6 separate regions of the Mus musculus genome follow, and regions 1, 3, 4, 5 and 6 are each linked to region 2. The links are chromatin contacts, called in public HiCAR-type and HiChIP or PLAC-seq maps. All regions are on one chromosome and are shown on one strand. The core of a region is the stretch at or near the end of the contact, and the rest is flanking DNA. Distances in the headings are between cores, read along the strand shown.

Evidence for each region. HiCAR-type assays count read pairs that join an accessible place to other places. HiChIP or PLAC-seq counts read pairs in DNA pulled down with a chosen protein or histone mark.
Region 1: a HiCAR-type map of astrocytes shows a contact between it and region 2, with 4 times the contacts expected there. The contact joins the enhancer-like site here to the promoter of Slc35f5 in region 2. A contact is called at or near these places in 5 of 39 promoter capture datasets (the 3T3-L1 cell line, hippocampal neurons, liver and 1 more) and 2 of 115 datasets of contacts at active chromatin or transcription factors (astrocytes and cardiomyocytes).
Region 3: a HiCAR-type map of astrocytes shows a contact between it and region 2, with 5 times the contacts expected there. The contact joins the promoter of Mgat5 here to the promoter of Slc35f5 in region 2. A contact is called at or near these places in 4 of 39 promoter capture datasets (cranial neural crest, liver, maxillary cranial neural crest and 1 more), 1 of 484 Hi-C or Micro-C datasets (nephron progenitors), 3 of 115 datasets of contacts at active chromatin or transcription factors (astrocytes, embryonic forebrain and extraembryonic endoderm stem cells) and 1 of 9 other capture datasets (liver).
Region 4: an H3K4me3 HiChIP or PLAC-seq map of stem cell-derived neural progenitor cells shows a contact between it and region 2, with 5 times the contacts expected there. The contact joins the enhancer-like site here to the promoter of Slc35f5 in region 2. A contact is called at or near these places in 10 of 39 promoter capture datasets (the 3T3-L1 cell line, 3T3-L1-derived adipocytes, cranial neural crest and 5 more), 9 of 115 datasets of contacts at active chromatin or transcription factors (cardiomyocytes, embryonic forebrain, embryonic hindbrain and 5 more) and 1 of 9 other capture datasets (embryonic stem cells).
Region 5: a contact with region 2 is called in a HiCAR-type map of astrocytes, with 4 times the contacts expected there. The contact joins the promoter of Nckap5 here to the promoter of Slc35f5 in region 2. A contact is called at or near these places in 2 of 39 promoter capture datasets (the 3T3-L1 cell line and hippocampal neurons) and 4 of 115 datasets of contacts at active chromatin or transcription factors (astrocytes, cardiomyocytes, embryonic forebrain and 1 more).
Region 6: a HiCAR-type map of astrocytes shows a contact between it and region 2, with 4 times the contacts expected there. The contact joins the enhancer-like site here to the promoter of Slc35f5 in region 2. A contact is called at or near these places in 2 of 39 promoter capture datasets (hippocampal neurons and pre-B cells) and 3 of 115 datasets of contacts at active chromatin or transcription factors (astrocytes, cardiomyocytes and extraembryonic endoderm stem cells).

The regions. Positions count from the first base shown.
Region 1 is chr1:127,423,882-127,426,581 of GRCm38.p6, reverse strand. All of the region lies in intron 12 of Mgat5 (mannoside acetylglucosaminyltransferase 5), which reads right to left. Gm51746 (a long non-coding RNA gene) reads left to right here. Exons shown (of 6, transcript XR_003948718.1): 3 at 659-713. Among named protein-coding and RNA genes, the nearest start is that of Gm51746, 12 kb to the left of the region's middle. Within about 2 kb of position 1,356, at least 137 of the 459 cell types and tissues checked have an H3K27ac peak or open chromatin away from gene starts, as enhancers often do. A contact at or near this core is called in astrocytes, where this site is marked.
Region 2 is chr1:125,559,627-125,562,326 of GRCm38.p6, reverse strand. Slc35f5 (solute carrier family 35, member F5) reads right to left here and starts at 1,325. Exons shown (of 16, transcript NM_028787.5): 1 at 1,043-1,325; 2 at 1-52. The coding sequence starts at 1,082.
Region 3 is chr1:127,203,709-127,206,408 of GRCm38.p6, reverse strand. It overlaps Mgat5 (mannoside acetylglucosaminyltransferase 5), which reads right to left and starts at 1,423. Exons shown (of 18, transcript NM_145128.3): 1 at 982-1,423.
Region 4 is chr1:126,924,343-126,927,050 of GRCm38.p6, reverse strand. No RefSeq gene overlaps it. Among named protein-coding and RNA genes, the nearest start is that of Nckap5, 95 kb to the right of the region's middle. Within about 2 kb of position 1,395, at least 61 of the 459 cell types and tissues checked have an H3K27ac peak or open chromatin away from gene starts, as enhancers often do. A contact at or near this core is called in neural progenitor cells and stem cell-derived neural progenitor cells, where this site is marked.
Region 5 is chr1:126,829,357-126,832,056 of GRCm38.p6, reverse strand. Nckap5 (NCK-associated protein 5) reads left to right here and starts at 1,425. Exons shown (of 17, transcript NM_001081756.1): 1 at 1,425-1,740.
Region 6 is chr1:127,347,360-127,350,059 of GRCm38.p6, reverse strand. All of the region lies in intron 4 of Mgat5 (mannoside acetylglucosaminyltransferase 5), which reads right to left. Among named protein-coding and RNA genes, the nearest start is that of Gm23734, 26 kb to the left of the region's middle. Within about 2 kb of position 1,274, at least 70 of the 459 cell types and tissues checked have an H3K27ac peak or open chromatin away from gene starts, as enhancers often do. A contact at or near this core is called in astrocytes, where this site is marked.

The DNA.
Region 1 (2,700 bases), core at 107-2,606, 1.9 Mb before region 2:
GAAAAGTGAGGTACCCCACCCACCCAGAAGATTCTTCAGTTATCTGCAACCTTCCAGCTCAGAATCCTCAATAGTACCTTCAAAGGCATCATCACACATAGCACCACAGGTTGGCAACTTAGTCTTTCATACAGGGGCCCCTGTGGCTATTTCAGATATAAACAATAGCAATAGTCATAGTTACCAGCTACTGAAGACTATCTGCAGCAAGAAAATGCAGTGTGCATGCTTCTAGTTTACAGTATTCAGACTTGTGAGGTCTCCTTGTATCTGTTCAGCAGGTGAAATTCAAAGAAGTTCGTGGGTTAGGGGCAGACGTGGGATGTACTGGTCAGGAAATGATCTTGCAATCCCTTCTCTAATGACAAACATCTCTAGTCTGGAGGCTGCTGTGGTTTGGAAGGTTAACACAGAATCTTAGCCTCTGAGAGGTGTGGAAGCTTCCAGAGGTAGAGCAAGGGAGGCAGCCATGTCCAGGGACAGAGCATGGTAGGTAGCTATGACTCCAGGGAGGGTAGCTTAGAGAGAGGTTTCTGTGGGTCTCACGAGAGCAAGCAAGGGGGGGAGGGGGGAGAGGGGGGAATGACTGACGGGGTCTTCCTAGCTTCCTGTCTCATCATGAGTTGTCTCACTACCTCGACTGTTCTGTTGCTCTTAGGAGGTCACCTGCCATCTCACCTGAGCTGAGCAAAAACTCTGGACTCTCCAGAACTGTGAGTAAAATAAACCTTCTTCCTTTCCAGATTACCCAGGCCAGGACTGGGTTTCTGTGATAGTAACAGAGCAGAAACTATATAGACACTGTTCTTGCCTGAGGGGAAAAAAAGCTTACAGAAAATATTCCTGAGAACCTGAGTAGAAACACTATATACTACAGCAAACACTTCTTGACTTTATTATTCTTATAGTCCTATGACTTACATACCATAAATGTCTTTTTTTTTTTTCATACATGACAAAACTGCCTTGAAAATGCCTTCCCCTCAGACACAGGGCAAGAAGACAGTCAAAGCCTTTGTCTCTTCTCCATAAGAGCACAACTCTAGTATGTAAGCTGCCTGCTCTTTCTGAACCTTTGGGTGAAAAAGCCTTGAGTGTTTACAGAAAGGGCTGGCATGCCTCTCATGCTCCGCCCACCCCTCGGCCCAGTTCTATTTGAATATTCAAATTTTATTCTCTGGAGATACTCACCGTGTATTTCCCCTGGCCTGGGTTTGGCTGGGTACTGGGGATGGTGATGGGGGGGGTTGACCAATTAGAGCCTTGTTTTCAAAAAGTCCACAGCCCAGTCCATGTGGCCTCAGGGCAGGAGTCCTGACTCCATTAGGATGGGCACCACTTCCTTATAGTGAGGCTGGCAGGCTGTCCCTGCCTCTCTGACTCATCGTCTCACTGCCCCCACCTCCTCAGTGTGTGTGTGTGTATACAGGAAACAGTCTTTGCATCCCTGATCCAGCTGGCGATGGGAAGTTCTAGAAAAGTTACAGATGTCTCCTCACCAGGACTAGGAACTTACACTGCCAGCTCTGGGTATGTGGCTAAGCCGTGATTCATCCATCTTTTGGGTCACAGCCACAGCAATACTCTCTCTTATTTTATTCTTGAAAGACTCAAACTGGAAGGGACTACTTGATTCTAGAGAGGGAGTAAGAACAAGTCCCGAAAAGATAACAGAATATTCAGAACAGATATATGCAATTCTGAAAGGCCCTGGGTATAATATTTCACAACTGCAGTACCAGACCAGTGCTAATTCATTACAGCAAAGCCTCAATGCACAGGGCAGAGCTGAGAGGAGCCAAAGAAAAGATGACTTGAGCAGGGGATGGGAAAGTGCAGGAGAGAGAGAGTGGGAGAGCAAGGCCGGAGGGGCTGGTGAAGGGGGTGGGCAGCTACACACAACCGCAAGGATTTAGACAGAGAGGGGTAATTGACAGCCAGCCCAGTCTGCATGAGGAGCCCAGGCACCTTAGCAACAGCCCCTACTTAACCATGCCCCTATGGCAGGCCTAGTCTACAAACCATTGTCTCAAGGAAGTCAGAAGACCCTGAGTTGTACTGAACGCAAGCTGGTGATAGGACTTGGAAACACATCCTGTTCTGTCTCTAACCCTCTACTTAAAGCTTGCGTGTGTATGAGTATGGGTACGCGTGTGACACAGTGTGTTCACGGAAGCCCCGGGATCAGCCCTGGCTTGAGACAGGGTCTCTATTGAGTAAAGCAGGCTGGGGCTGACTGCAAGTCTTGTGGGAGTCCCATCTTTCCATCAGGGCACGAGGACTAGAGTGGAGAAGGCTTCTGAGTGGGCTTTCTATGCAGGTCTGGGGATGGAGCCTGGGTCCTCCAATCTGCACAAACACTTTTTAGAATGAGCAATTTCCCCAAGCCTAAAGACCTCTTCTTGTAACTGCTGTGTAATCTTGATCTAGGGTTCTACAGATGCTTGTGGGGGGCTCTGGTGAATGAAGCCAATTAGAGAGGAATTTCAGACAATGAACCTTCCTTAGCCTTTACTTCTCACACACTAAGTCTTAAGCTTACACTAAGCTCTGACCTTATAGTCCCCAGCCTGCCCTCCCTCCCTCCCTCCCTCCCTCCCTCCCTCCCTCCCTCCCTCCCTCCCTCCCTCCCTCCCTCCCTCCCTCCCTCCTTCTTTATGTTACAAGAGCTACTAGTGAATTAGACACTAGATCACTGTA
Region 2 (2,700 bases), core at 76-2,575:
CCTGCAAAGCGGGCAGAGCCCAGTCCAAATGGAGGTAAAGAACTCAGCCCACCTAAAACAGCACCACAGAAATAACGCTTAGGGAAAGTTCAAGTGTAAAATCACATCTTTTCCACTCTTCACCTTCAAGGACTATCAAAATGTATGCAACAGAAGCCACCCTGGGGACATGTAGCTTAGTAGTGCAATGCTTGCCTAGCATGCATGAGTTCTTGGGTTGCATCCCAAACACTTCCCAAACTGGGCACAGTGGCACGTGTCTATAATCCTAGCACTTGGAAAGTGTGGGGTGTGGGGGGAGGGGAAACCAGAGAATCAGAAGATCAAAGTCAGTCAGAATACATACTGAGTTCAAGGCCAGCATGGGCCATATGAGACTGTGTCACAAAATAATAACAACAGCAAAACAAATACAAACAAGAAATCCCATGCTAGCGGTGTCGCTCAGCTAGTAGAGTGCGGAACCAGGCCATAAGCCTGGTGTGCTGGTGCATGCCTGTAAGGCAGAAGACAGAAGTTCAAGGTTACCCTTGGCTACAAAGTGATTTTTGAGACCAGTCTCGGATACCTAAGACCTGTCCCCGACCTGACACCTCCCAGCCCCCCAAAAATAAAAGGTTATACTCAAAGAGGTCCTGGGTACCAGGCGGGTAAAAAAAACGAGAGAGAGAGAAGAAGATTCCACATATGGCACATTGAAGAGTGCTGTAAACGGATCCTCGAAGTCTCATAAACAGAACTCTCTAGATTCTCCCTTCAGGACATCCGCCCCTGGCAGTCTAGACACGCGTGTCCTTACCCCCCCATCTCCAGGGGATTCAGCTCGCTGACAGGAAGTGATGTGCGAGGGTCCACTCCCCTCACGTGAGAACCAGGATCATCCTCGCTCCCCACCCGCCCAGTCACGACAGAAAACAGCTGGCACAGGGAAGCCGCCCCTTGGCGAGGGAAAGACATGAGGAAAACCCAGCCTCTTGCCTCGTGAGGGGCGTGAGAACTCTGACCCGTCCTCCCTGGCCGCGGACGCCGGCCCACCGCCTACCTGGCCTTCCTGCCCCTCGATGGAGTCGTGGCGGCACCATGAGCGGCCCCGGCTCGGCCCGCCGCCCAGAGCCGCCGCCTCACACCGCACGCACAGACCCCAGCATCGTGCCCCACAGCAAGCCCAACTTAAGAAGCTGCGCTGCCCCTCGGCTCAAGGCCGCGGCTGTCACAGCACTCGGCCCCGACGGAGGGGAGTGACCCAGGCCACCGGACGGCGCTGGCAGCGAGAGTCCTGGAGGCCCGGATTGCGGCCGCGGCCCAGGCCCCGCCCCCGGCCGGTCAGCCAGCCAGGCCACGCCCACTGCTGGCCAAACAAGCCCATCCCACGGCTGGCCAACCGGCAGGCCCCGCCTCCTGCCCGTCAGCCAGTCAGACTCCACCCCCGACCTATTGACCACCTAGAGCTGCCCTTTGAGCAATTAGCTAGGCGAGATCCCAGTCAAGCTCCGCCCCTGGGTAGCGAACCTGGCAGCGCATCCCGGTAGACAGGAACCGCTCCGGGTACCCTGGACCCCATCCTGGAGACTCTAGGCCCCCAGCTTGTCCACCAACTAGGTGACATCCTCCCCATCACTCAGTGAGTCAACCGGTCAAGCTCAGCTCTCAGTTCGTCCACCCGGCGTCCATTCTGCCTCCTCCCCCAGTTGACAATCCATACCCTAGGCCTGGGTGGTCTGCCCAGAGCCCCGCCCCCCAGACAGCCCGGCAGTCCCCGCCCCTGTCCAGTCAGCTTCAGCGGCCCCGCCCCCTAGCCCAAAGACTGCGGGCGCGCAGGTTACGTCACGCCGGACGCGACTTCGGACCGGGGGAGGGCACGTTTCCTGGTTCTTGTTGCCGTAGTGTGGACGCCAGCCTTGAACAGGCTTGTGGCTTGGAGTCGTGACAGTGGCGCGAAGGAACAGAGAAGGGAAGAGAACAGAGCGGAGAGGGCGGGGATGTCTAGAAGAGGGAGAACCCAGCCCTGGCAAGGCTGCCAGACTTCCCCACTGCCCCGCCCTGAAGCGAAAGCTGACTGCACCATTTCTTCCAGTGTTTAAGCAAGCATTTTCCAGTAGCCCTTTCTAAAATCAGGCAGTGTAGCTTGGCGCCCCGTTGGATTCCTAGATCGTTTTTGTCCGTAAACTAGAGCTTCATTCTTGCAGTTAGAAGTTGTAGACCAGGTTATTCATCTCCCTGGCCCTCACTTTTTTTATGGGAAGAAAAAAACAAAAACAAAGCCATAAAACCATGTGAGTGCCTCGGCTGTATGTTTACACCCAGTATACATACATTCTCAAACAAATCAGTTCAGCCTGTGACACATAAGACCTCCACAGATGCTAACCATGGGTTTTTGTTTTATGGGTATTGAAGCTCCCATAAAATTGAAAAATTGGCCAGGATCCTGATTTATATTTAGATTAACACGAGACTTAAGGCTTCTGTAGCCACAATTGCATTGTTAGCATTTTTATCAAATGAGGCAAGGAAATATTTTTTTCTCATGTAGTCACTGTGTTTCATCCTTCTCTTTTAACTTTGTCTACAAAGTCTTATGACTAAAATTAAGATGGACATTTTGTGATCTGGTCGGATTCTAAAAAACTCCTGGCATCAAACACTTCTAGTCACTGAGAAACCCACTGCTGGAACAGGAGAGATAACTTAGTGGACAAA
Region 3 (2,700 bases), core at 174-2,673, 1.6 Mb before region 2:
GGCAGACCGACGCGTCACCAGGCCTCTGGTCTTCCACCCTCAGGGAGCAAGGGTATGACATCCACGCCCCCGTCTCCAGAGGCCAGAGTGGCTCTGGAAAGCAGAACCCTGGTGCCCGTCACAGGCCAGGCAGAGGCCGAGGGACGAGAAAGGGTGAACAAGAGGGTACAGAGATTCCCCACTCGCACACCCCCTACCCCCAATTTAGCGAGCTGCGGCCCCAAAGGGGACCAAAGAGGCTGGCCTGGCGACTCGGCAGGAAGTTCCCAGGACCGCACTGAGCATGCTCTGGGGGAGTGTGTACGCGGGTGTCGCCCTTACATCCCGCAGCCTCTGCCATCTCCCAGTCGTGGGTGCACGCCGGCAGGATCGCGGCCGGGGCGGGCTGTCCCTAAGGCTCTCTAGGTTACGAAGGGTCTTCTTGACCTTTCAGCCTGGAGCTTTGGATCTTTATATCCCTTCTCCCCAGGGACCTGGGGTCCCACTCTTCATTCTTCCTTCCAACTGGCTCAAGGCACATCTCACGCTGAGCTCTCGGATCCCCAGGACCCTAGCCCGGCCCACGCTGGCATCCTGGTTTCTGGTTTCATCGCGGTCCCAGCGTCCAAAATGCCAATCTCAGCTTCTCGCCTCCAGCCCACGCCACCCGAGCCCCTTCTGGACAGTTCCTTGGAAGCCTAAAAGCCTCAGAGGCTAGAGAAGATCTTCGGGGTCCCATGAGAGGGGATGCCTCTGAGCAGGTGGTGGACCCTCCAAGCGGGTCCCTCGGTTGTACTCTGGGGTTCCCACCCCCGTCCCAAATCAAACACGGCCAGAACATCCACCCACGCAGCCCCCGGTGTCAGCGTTGGGCCGGATAAGGGCTGCCTCATCTCCCCTAACATCCCCCACGCGTCCCCCCGCGATCCACAGTCCGTGCATCTCCCCGAAGGGGGATGGCGAGCTTCTGAATCGATCGCTCGACCCTGCAGCAGCTCTTACCTGCTAGTAGGGGAGCAGCAGAAGCACCATCAGTAGCAGTCGGGTTCACTCTCCAGCAGCCTTGCTCCAGGAACAGAGGTCCCAGGCACAGCCAGGAGCGGGGTCAGAGCGCCCCCTGAGACTGAGATGCGGCTACCTGGGCTAGATCGAGCCTGGGGCCGCCGCCGCCACCGCGGGAGCCGCAGGGCTGCCGGGCGAGCGGGCCTCGGCAGGGACGGTCTGAAAACTACCAGCCCTGTCGGGGCCGTGCGCAGCGCGTCCACCTTCCGCCCCTAGACGCAAGCAGGGACGTTCCTCCTGAGTCCAAACGATCAGGACAGAATGGTTAGGAGATCTTTTCGAGGTTTCTGCTACCCTTCCCGGATCGACCTACCCAACTTCTCTCAGCTTCTAGGCTCGCGCCGCTCTCCAAGGCAAAGGGATTCCGGGCCACGGACGTTCCGCAAATTCCCCGCCCACCCCGGCAGAGCGCTCAGCCAATTCGGAACGCCTCGGCTTCTCGGGGATCGTCTGCAAACTCTAGACCCTGTACAGGAGGACTTGAAGCCGCTCCATTCCGCAGCCCAAGGAGAAACAGGCAGAGAGCTAGACCGAGGGAGCTGAGTAAATAATACTCTAGCAAGGTCAGGGGCAGGGTACAATTACTGTTACATACAGTGCATTCTCCAGAGTGATGGTCTCTGGGCCTCCTCAGGACAGGGACCTTTCAGGAGTGAAACCAGTGGGGAGGAGATGGCGGGCTCAACTGTTTAGGGGGTCTTGCCAACTTTTAACAAACGCCCTGAGCTCCATTTTTATACTTTATAGAGTAGATTGGCAAAAACAGTAGGAATTTCTGTCCCGTGTCTTTTTTTTTTTAACTGAACAGATTTGTATTTGTTTATTTTGTGATGGGGGGGGGGGGGGGTGGTGCAGTCTTACCTAACCCAGACTGGCCTCGATGAACTTGCTTTTAACAGAGCATACCCTCGAACTCTGGATCTTCTTGCCTCCATCTCCTGAGTACAGGAATTACAAGCATCACACCCTTGGCTTTGGTGACCCTGAGCAAGTCATTTATCCGGATCCTCTTAGCGGCTCTATTAATGAGGGCAATAACGGCTGCTCCATGACATTATTGTGAAAATGTAATGAAATATTTGTAAAGGGTTTGGCAGTGACTGGTACACAGTAGGCACACAATTTTTCTAATGTGCTTCTTTTTCTCTGCTCAGTCTGCGTTTTATGAGCAGCCTGGACAGCTTAACACCGTACTCTTGTAAATTCAAACAGAAATAAAACACATCTCCTGCCCTGAGGGCACCACAATGAAACACTGACTAGCAAGCAATATTCAATCGGCCACCCTCCAGGGAGCTGGCCGTGCATTTACATCACGGAGCATTATAGATCCTGGTTAAGTGTTGTCTGGAATGGAAGGAGGGTGGACTGATGGATTACCCGGGGTGTAAATGACAGGAAGTTCTGCTCCTGTGAGCCATCGCTATATCCAGTTACAGTAGAAGGGTTTATCCTGCAGAATTTCTTCAACCTTGTTTCACAGCTCCGTTCTTAGGCTAATTTCACCCTAACTTGCCCCCCTCCACATCCCCGGCAGAATTATTTTAAACCTGGGGATTATAGAATTTTGGATTTTTTTTTTTAACACTAGAAACAATTTAGTTCCTCTTCTGCGTTTTGTGAAGTAGCCCTCTCGGCTACACAGCCAGTGAGTAAGAG
Region 4 (2,708 bases), core at 146-2,645, 1.4 Mb before region 2:
CCCTGGGTCTATATGTACATGGCAGATTTTAATCTTTGACACAATATTAAAGATTATTAAAATGATAAAATGAATGCCAACCGCGGGCTCCAGGAAATTAAATTTTGAGGTGCGAGTGGCAGATTTCTCCAAAGAATAAATCTGTGATGGAGGATACTTTTGGTATCTTCTTTGGATGACTGGGTCTTGACATTTTACTTAATTAAAAATTATTTGTTGTGACTGTAACTTCCGTTTCAAATTAAACCATCAGACTTCCTAATTTTTCGGTCCGTTAGTTACGTTGAATCCCAGTTTTCGGCACTCATCTTTATGTACCTCCCTGGGATTTTGTTGGTAGGTCAGAGGGTGCACTTAGGTCAGTGCCTTCTGAGAAAATTAAGAGCTGAGTGGACAGTCCTGGGGTGGGGTACAAGTGTGTTAATTTCTTATTCAGGAATCCTTACCTGCATTCTAGAAACAACCCTTTACTCTGAAGAGTAGGAGAGTGAAGGAACCAGTATCCCCTCTGAGTTCCAACCCTGCTCCTGTGAGCTCCCAGCTCAGAGGTGCTCATGTTGACTTTGAGTAAGCCCTGGCTCGTCTCCTACTTACGCTTTCATGTATTAGAAAGGTTGTATGGGGGTGGGGGAAAGCTCAGTCATTAAAGTGCTTGCCTTGCAAATATAGATCAATCACCCAGAAGCCATGTTTAGAATACTGGGCATGGTAGTGAGCTCTCATAGTCCCTCTGCTGGAAGGCTGAGAGACAGGTGGATCCTCAGGGCTCACTGGTCAGCCAGGCGAGACTATTAGCATGTTTTAGGTCAATGAGAAACTCTCATTAATTGTTTAAATGGAAGATGCGGAAGGAACAGCGCCCACAGTTGCCTTCTGGATTCCTTATTTGTAGGTACAACCTCAGCCACACGAAAGAGGGATGATGACATTTTTCATACTCTGTTCATGAAAGATTATCAGGAGGGGTCAGGCTCAAGTCAGCACCATGTCAGGGTGCCTATTACAGAGCCCGTGTCTGGTGAAGATGGTGACAACTCTGCCAGCAGCCAATCATCTTACTTTCAGGACCATTGTGCCATGGCAGCCTTTTCTGAGGATGCTTCAAATACCCCGTGGAGCCCAGGGAAAGGCATCAGGACTCCAGAATGCCCCAGATCTTAGAGTAGCCATATGTGGGGCACAGATGTGTACAGTTAACAGCTCTACTGTTTCTCTCACCCCTTAAATCGGGTGACTTAACCCGCGGCATTTAGCTACTGCACTCAGAATCCTCCTGTTGCCGGTACTGCTCTCAAAACACAGTAGGGCAGGCTCTGAGCCAAGTCTTGGGCAGTGTCTGCCAGGATTGTCTGAAAGCCAATAGGAGTCTCTGAGCCAAGAATGGTTGTTGGCCCAGAGAGACCACAGGGCCTCCTAACCAGTAGGGAGGGGAATCACCGCCCATAGTGTCTCATAGAGAAGAAGGAAAATAGACACTGAAGTCAGCATAATTCCCGGGGAGTTCCAGCGAAGACTGGCAGATAAAGGCTTGGGTTCTGGAATCTTAGGTCAGATTGCTGCCTCAGAGCACAGAGGTGACACTCCCAGGGACAGACGCAATGATCTCATTTTGCTCTGTAGAGACATGGATAGGAATCACAGCATTCTCATCTGACCAGGTCTGAAAGGCAGCCTCTGTTTACAGACAGATGTCTGACAGGACCAGCCAGCATGATGTAGTGATGTCAAGAGAGCCTACACAAGAGCAGGGGGGAGCCATTCAAACAGAGCCTTCCTCTGTCATAGTTGGAACCAATCTGCTAGGTCCCAAGGCTCCAAGGCTCGTATTACAAACTCCTTATTCCCCTTTCCCTGCCTCAAAGAAAAACGGTATCATTGTGACAACCGCAGCACACACCCTTACCTGCATGAGTCTTTCCTTGTATTTGGTCTGGAATCCTATCAGCACACACTGTAACATCTCCTTCACGCTGGAACTCAGTTCTTTAGTTTTACCTTGGAACTTTTTTTTTCTTTTAAAAATAATTTTCCAATTTTTATTTGGACACTTGACACGTGAATATAATGAATCTCGGTCTCTTTTTATCCTTTGACAATTTCATGTATGTATATAAAGGGTTTTGGTCATTTCCTTCCCCTTCCAGACACCCCGTCATCTTTCTCCCCCACTGAAACTTCCCTTCCCAATAACCCAATTTGATGTCTTTTTAATGATTTATTTTTGGGACTCACCAAGTTTAGTTAGGGCTGTGTGCATAGCATGGATGAGGGTTATTTACTGGAGCACAGGCAATAGCACCCTGGCAGAGAATGACTCTTCCCAGCGACCATTCACTGTCCACAGTCTTCCAGGGAGGGGACGAAGCCAATAGGAGTTGGGATGCCTATTACAGAGCCCGCGCTCCCCACTGTGCCTGATGGAGTGTTCATCAGCCTAGTCCTTCAGAGGTCAGCACAGCTACAGCGAGCTCATGACTGAGCCCTCAATAGATATGTCTTAATCATTCTTCTTTTTCTGTTTTCGCTTGCTTGTTGGTGATAGCCTATGTGTTGAAATTGTGTCCAATCTACATGTATATGTTTATTTATGCTTGTGGTGGCTGCAGGGGATGGGATCAGAGGACAACTTGCAGGAATCAGGTTTCTCCTTCCGCTACCGGATCTCTGGGATTGAACTAGGGGCATCAGGCTTGGTGGCCGAGCCTCTC
Region 5 (2,700 bases), core at 176-2,675, 1.3 Mb before region 2:
GTGTTTCCTGGCTCACATTTTCCATTGGAGAAGAATACTTGGGGTGCTTGCCTCGTTCTAGGTACCCCACTAAAGGCAGGTGCTCTGAAGGAGGGAGGTCATTAGGGCAACCCAGAAAGCCTGGGATTTTTTAATCTGTAAGCCCACTTGAGATATACCAATAAATCAGCCTCCTGGAAAATCAGCAGTCTAGAAAAAATGTGAAGGCTCTTCCATTTATCTCTTGTTTTATCTGACTTATGGTTTGCTTTGTTATTCTATTTTTTGAGACATTTATGCATAAGTGTTTGTTATCTACTGTTTAATGTCATAATCTGCCTAAGCTATCATTTTTTTGAGTAACATTTTTTGTATGTATATGTGAGAGAGAGTTCACACTCGCACTTGTGTGAGTATATGCATGCCCATATATATATGCATATATATATGCAGAGGCCAGAGAAGGAAGCTGGGAGCTCTCCTGTACCTCTTTCTGCTTTCATCTCGTGACATGGGGCAGCCAGCAAGCCCCAGCTACCCTCCTACTGAGATTAGAGGTGTACAGAACCACACACGGCTTTTTATGTGTCTTCTAAGGATTTGAACCCAGGTCCTATTGCTTGCCTAGCAAATGGTCTGACCCATCCAAGCGATCTCCTAGACTCTTCTTCACTTGTAATATTTTAAATTCTAATCAGGCTTATAAACACTGTGCGCTGATGATTATCTATTTGGATTCACGGAGAATTTATTTGAAGCTGGATCTAGCTGAGAGGTCACCAAGAAAGAAAGAACTTGAATAACTGTCTTTCACTCGGGAAAATATCTAGTGTGGGTTCTGGCTAATGAATGAGGGTGGAAAAGTGCTATGCATCTCAGGGGCTCTTTGAAAGTGAAAATTACTTGATTTAGCTTTTCAGGAAAACCAAATTATGCATATGTCCCTCCTGTAAGGCTGTACAAAATCAATGTTTGTAGAGAGCAGAACAGGGGCCGTAATAAGTCACCCCTTTCAGAAAGTACTCCCCTACCTGCAGGGATTCCCGCCCCCTTCGTTTTGGCTTTTTTTAGATGAATGAAGAATTTTCTCCACAAATTATTAATTATTCCATCTTGGCTATAGAACTCCGTTCCTTGTAGTTCAGTAGGAGTCAGTGCTATTCAAACTGCCGCTTTTGATGAAGTAATCGTCCGCTTCTGGGGCCTCTTTTCAGCTGCCCTGGGCGTGCGTCCCATGTAAACGACTGCCAAATAGATTCTTTCGACATTCCAGCCAATTAAAATACATTTAAAGTGCAGCTGGTGGAAAGGCAAGCCGGGCGATCCCGATCACGAGGAGAACTTCGGGGCAGTGAGATAGAAAAACAAACTTTGGGGCTCCCACGAGGCAGCGGAGAAGTCAGAAAAGGGAGCTAGCTACCTCTCACGCTACCCTCCAACCAGAGATGACACCTGGATCCCCACCTTAAAAGACACCAAGGAGGGAAGCCTGCTTGGGAGGGTGTGAGTTTTTCCTCTCTCTTGTTGCCTGTGGAAGCTGAGTGTTGGCTCGGTGCCCGGTGTGGTACTGCATTCAAACGCCCGCAGAACACAGGCGTGTTTGTTAAGCAAGCCAGTGATCAAAAACTCCTACAGGAAGATCCGAGAACCCCCCAGGAGCCCTCCTGGGTAGCACTAGGACTTTGGATGGAATGAGACAGAACCCCGGAGCAGGCTAACGGTGGCGGAGCAACCAGCTGGCCTGTCTGCTATGCCTTTTAGGTAAGGATAGAACTTTTCTTTGCTTCGCTTTTTGTCCCACTGCGTGTGGACTTTGATGTGGAGAATTAAGGTTACTGTGCTCAGCAGGAGCAGTGCAGTGGTCTGGACTTCTGATTTGCAGGTCTGCGTGATTTTTCTGGAGGACTCCGAGGAGGAGCCACTCAGTGTAAATACATCCAGGCATCGCTCAGCACGTGCAGGCTGCGTTGGCACTCACCATGGTGCCTTTGCGCGTGTGGCTCCCTGCTATTTTCTTCCGGTGCTTGCTTTGCGAGAATCCAGGTGTGTGGGGTTTCACAGTGAATTGCTTCCTCCTCGGAACCTGTAATTGCTGTCTAATGCCTGTTTGAGTTTTAGTTCCCATTTCTTGTCGCTGTTGTCTCCTTCCTGTGGTACCAGCGCCACACCTGTACAATCGAGCAAAGTTTACTTGGTTCTCTCTCTCTCTCTCTCTCTCTCTCTCTCTCTCTCTCTCTCTCTCTCTCTCTCTCTCTCTCTCTCTCTCTCTCCCCCTCCCTCCCTCCCTCCCTCCCTCCCTCCCTCCCTCCCTCCCTCCCTCCCTCCCTCCCTCGCTAATATCCAAACAAACCTAAGCATTTTGCTTTCCTAAAGAAAAGCCAAAATGTTTGGAAATGTCTTGGTAAATCTTGATTCTTTTTTCTGCTTCTGGAGTTGTTCCTTCACGGGCTTTCAGTTCAAGCTTTTCTTGGGCTTCAAGGAAACAGGTACAGCCCTGATATCTTGGCGCTGCTGTTCAGTCAGCTCCCAGCTCAGGGGTCCCAAGCTCCTGCCCAGTTCATACAGCTGAGAACACCAAGCAGATGTATAATTGAGCACTGGGCATCAATTCCTACCCACCAGTTGCCAGATGAAAGATGTTCAAGGATCTTGACTGTTTCCTATCTCTGGTTGTCATGGTTGGCTCATTCTGGCTTTGACTTTGTTCGCCGTGAACAAAGA
Region 6 (2,700 bases), core at 25-2,524, 1.8 Mb before region 2:
TTCAGGTCATTAGGCTTGACAGCCAATACCTTTGCCTGCTGAGTCATCTTGCCAGTCGTTAGTTTTTATTTTTTCCTGAGGATTTTCCAAGCTTTTCCTTCCACGATATTTTAAAGTCCTGCCTCCAAACACTAAGACTACAGAAGGAACAATACTGATTATAAAGCCTACAATCATAATTATTATCTAACTTGCCTTGACTGGCTTCTATTACTGTGGGAATATTTTTTTCCTCATTCTAATCAAATATGAAATCTAAAATAGATAGAAAAAGAAAGTGAAGAAAAATAACAAACAGACGACAGAGAAGGTAAAGTTAAATAGAACAGATTAGCATCTGCAGACTAAGATCTGTCATAGAACTCAATTTCCACTCTCCTGTACTCTGGATGAATAAAGAAAGCGATTTTTCTTCCAGGTGACAAAAAGAAGGAACTTCCTAGAGTGTAACGGAAGAGCACAGCAGAGACAAAGAGAAGGGGGAGAAATGAAACCTTAAGCTTTAGTCATAAACTACTAGGAGGGGGGAAAAAGACCAGTACTTAACCTTCTACCAATAAAAATGGGAGCCTAAGACATTAAGAACAGGAAACACACAAGGACTAACCAAGTGAGCCAGGCAGCCACTCCCTCAACACCAAACCAAGTCATTGATACTTAGTGCTTATTTGGTGTCCACGATTCCAGGATTTGTCTCCTAATTCCGAAATATATTTTATTCATAGTACCTTTCTAAATTCTGTGCCCTTTTATCAGGAGGCCATCCTCAGGTCTCTGAAATATAGCCACCTAGAAACAGCAACCGAAATGGCTCCCCAGCGTGGTGCAATGTAATGATTTTTTTCTGGTCCCACCCTCCCCTCTCCACCCTACCTCTTGGCCTCAGTGGCCAACCGGGCAATGTACCTCTCACAAGAGATAAAATTCTGGTCAGAACCAACATGCTCTGTCTGTGTGGGGGCAGTCAATGTTAGGAGATAAAACTCTGCTCTCTGAAGACTCTCACCTCTCTGGTTCCACCTCCCACATAAAAGCCGTAGCTGGTTTTGGTTCCCAGTTCAACTCATCAAAGACTTTCGAGCTTGGAAACTATGCTGTGAAACTATGCAAGCCATCCATCCCACCCTGAAGCGAAATTAACATCAAGACAGGGGAGTACTTGTTGGGCTAAGATTAAGCAGCTGAACCAAAACAGAGTCTTAAACTTGGCACTGTCTGAGCTTCCTGAAACAACTGTTGTTGGGTATCTGGGGCTGCCCAAACAGAACCGTTGATGGCTTCAAGTGAAACCCTGAACAGTTCTCTTTCTGGTTGGCTCACGCCAAGAGGCAACAAGCCAGGAGGCAGCCTGTGCCGTTGTTCTTTGCAATCCCCTGGGAAAGTCTAGATAATAAATCAAGATGGAATGAATCTTTAGTAGAGTGGTAATAAAAGTACCTATTAACATTACAACAGAGACAAGCAGGACTAAAGAGGAGAGCTGATGACAGGGATACACTGTCAACACCATCAAGACTTTTCCAATTATAACTTATTTCCTATCTCTACTTCTTAGCTGTGGCCTATATCAGGATTCCAAAATATCACATTTCCTCTGCCTGAGTTGAGAGAGCCATGTAGCTGGTTGGGCTACCACACTCCCAACTCCACTGCCAACTATAGCAGACACTTCTAACATAATCCAGCAATAGCCAACTCATGGGAACTTTAACCACAGATGCTAGATATTTTTGGCTCTTTCCCTGTTCATTTCCAGGATCTGTGAACTAATAAACAGCCTCAAAATGTCAGTGAACATCTGGGGCATCCAGAAGTATATTTCTTGGATCTGCCTCTTATAAAACCACAGCCTGCAGCCTAAATCCCCACAAGAGTCCTTGACCAGCAGTGGCACACAGTGCAGATAAAGGTTACTGTAGGTCACTATGGTGGTTAGTCCTTACTGGTTAGCCTGGCTGGATTTAGAATCAGCATGGAGACATGCCTCTGGTTGTATCTATGTGGGTGTTTCCACAGAGGTTTAACTGAGGAAGGAAGTCCCACCCTGAATGTGGGCAGAACAATCCTATGGTCTGGGCTTCTCGACTAAATAAAAAGGAGACAGTGAGTTGAGTACCAGCATCCATTTCTCTGCTTCCTGACCGCAGATGCACTGTGAACGGTTGTCTCCTGATATCATGTCTCTCCTGCCATGATAAGCAGCATCCTCAAACTGTAAACAAAATAAGTTCTTCCATCCTTATGTTGCTGCTTGTCAAGTATCTTGGTCACAGGAAGGAGAAAAGTAACTAATTCGTGTGTGTGTGTATGTGTGTGTGTGTGTGTGTGTGTGTGTACACGTAATTCTGTCCCCAGAAACAGGCACATCATATGCTGAGTACTTCCACTTAGCAGTTTCTGAGGCAAACAAAATTCCAAAGTTGATGTTTTTATACCAAAATTTAGAAAATGAGATAAAAAATGTTAAATGAAAATTCCGGGACTGAGGAGATAGTTTAGCTGGTAAAGTGCCTGTCACGAAAGCATGTGGCACCTGAGTTTGATCCCTAGAAACCACATGAACATCCCGGGTGTGACATCATGTGCTTACAATCCTAGTTCTGGGGAGGCAGAGCCAGGATACCTAAAGCTCACTGCCCAGCCAGGCCATCCTAATCGGTGAGCTCCGTCACCAAGGAAGCAGATAGCCTTCCTAAGAAC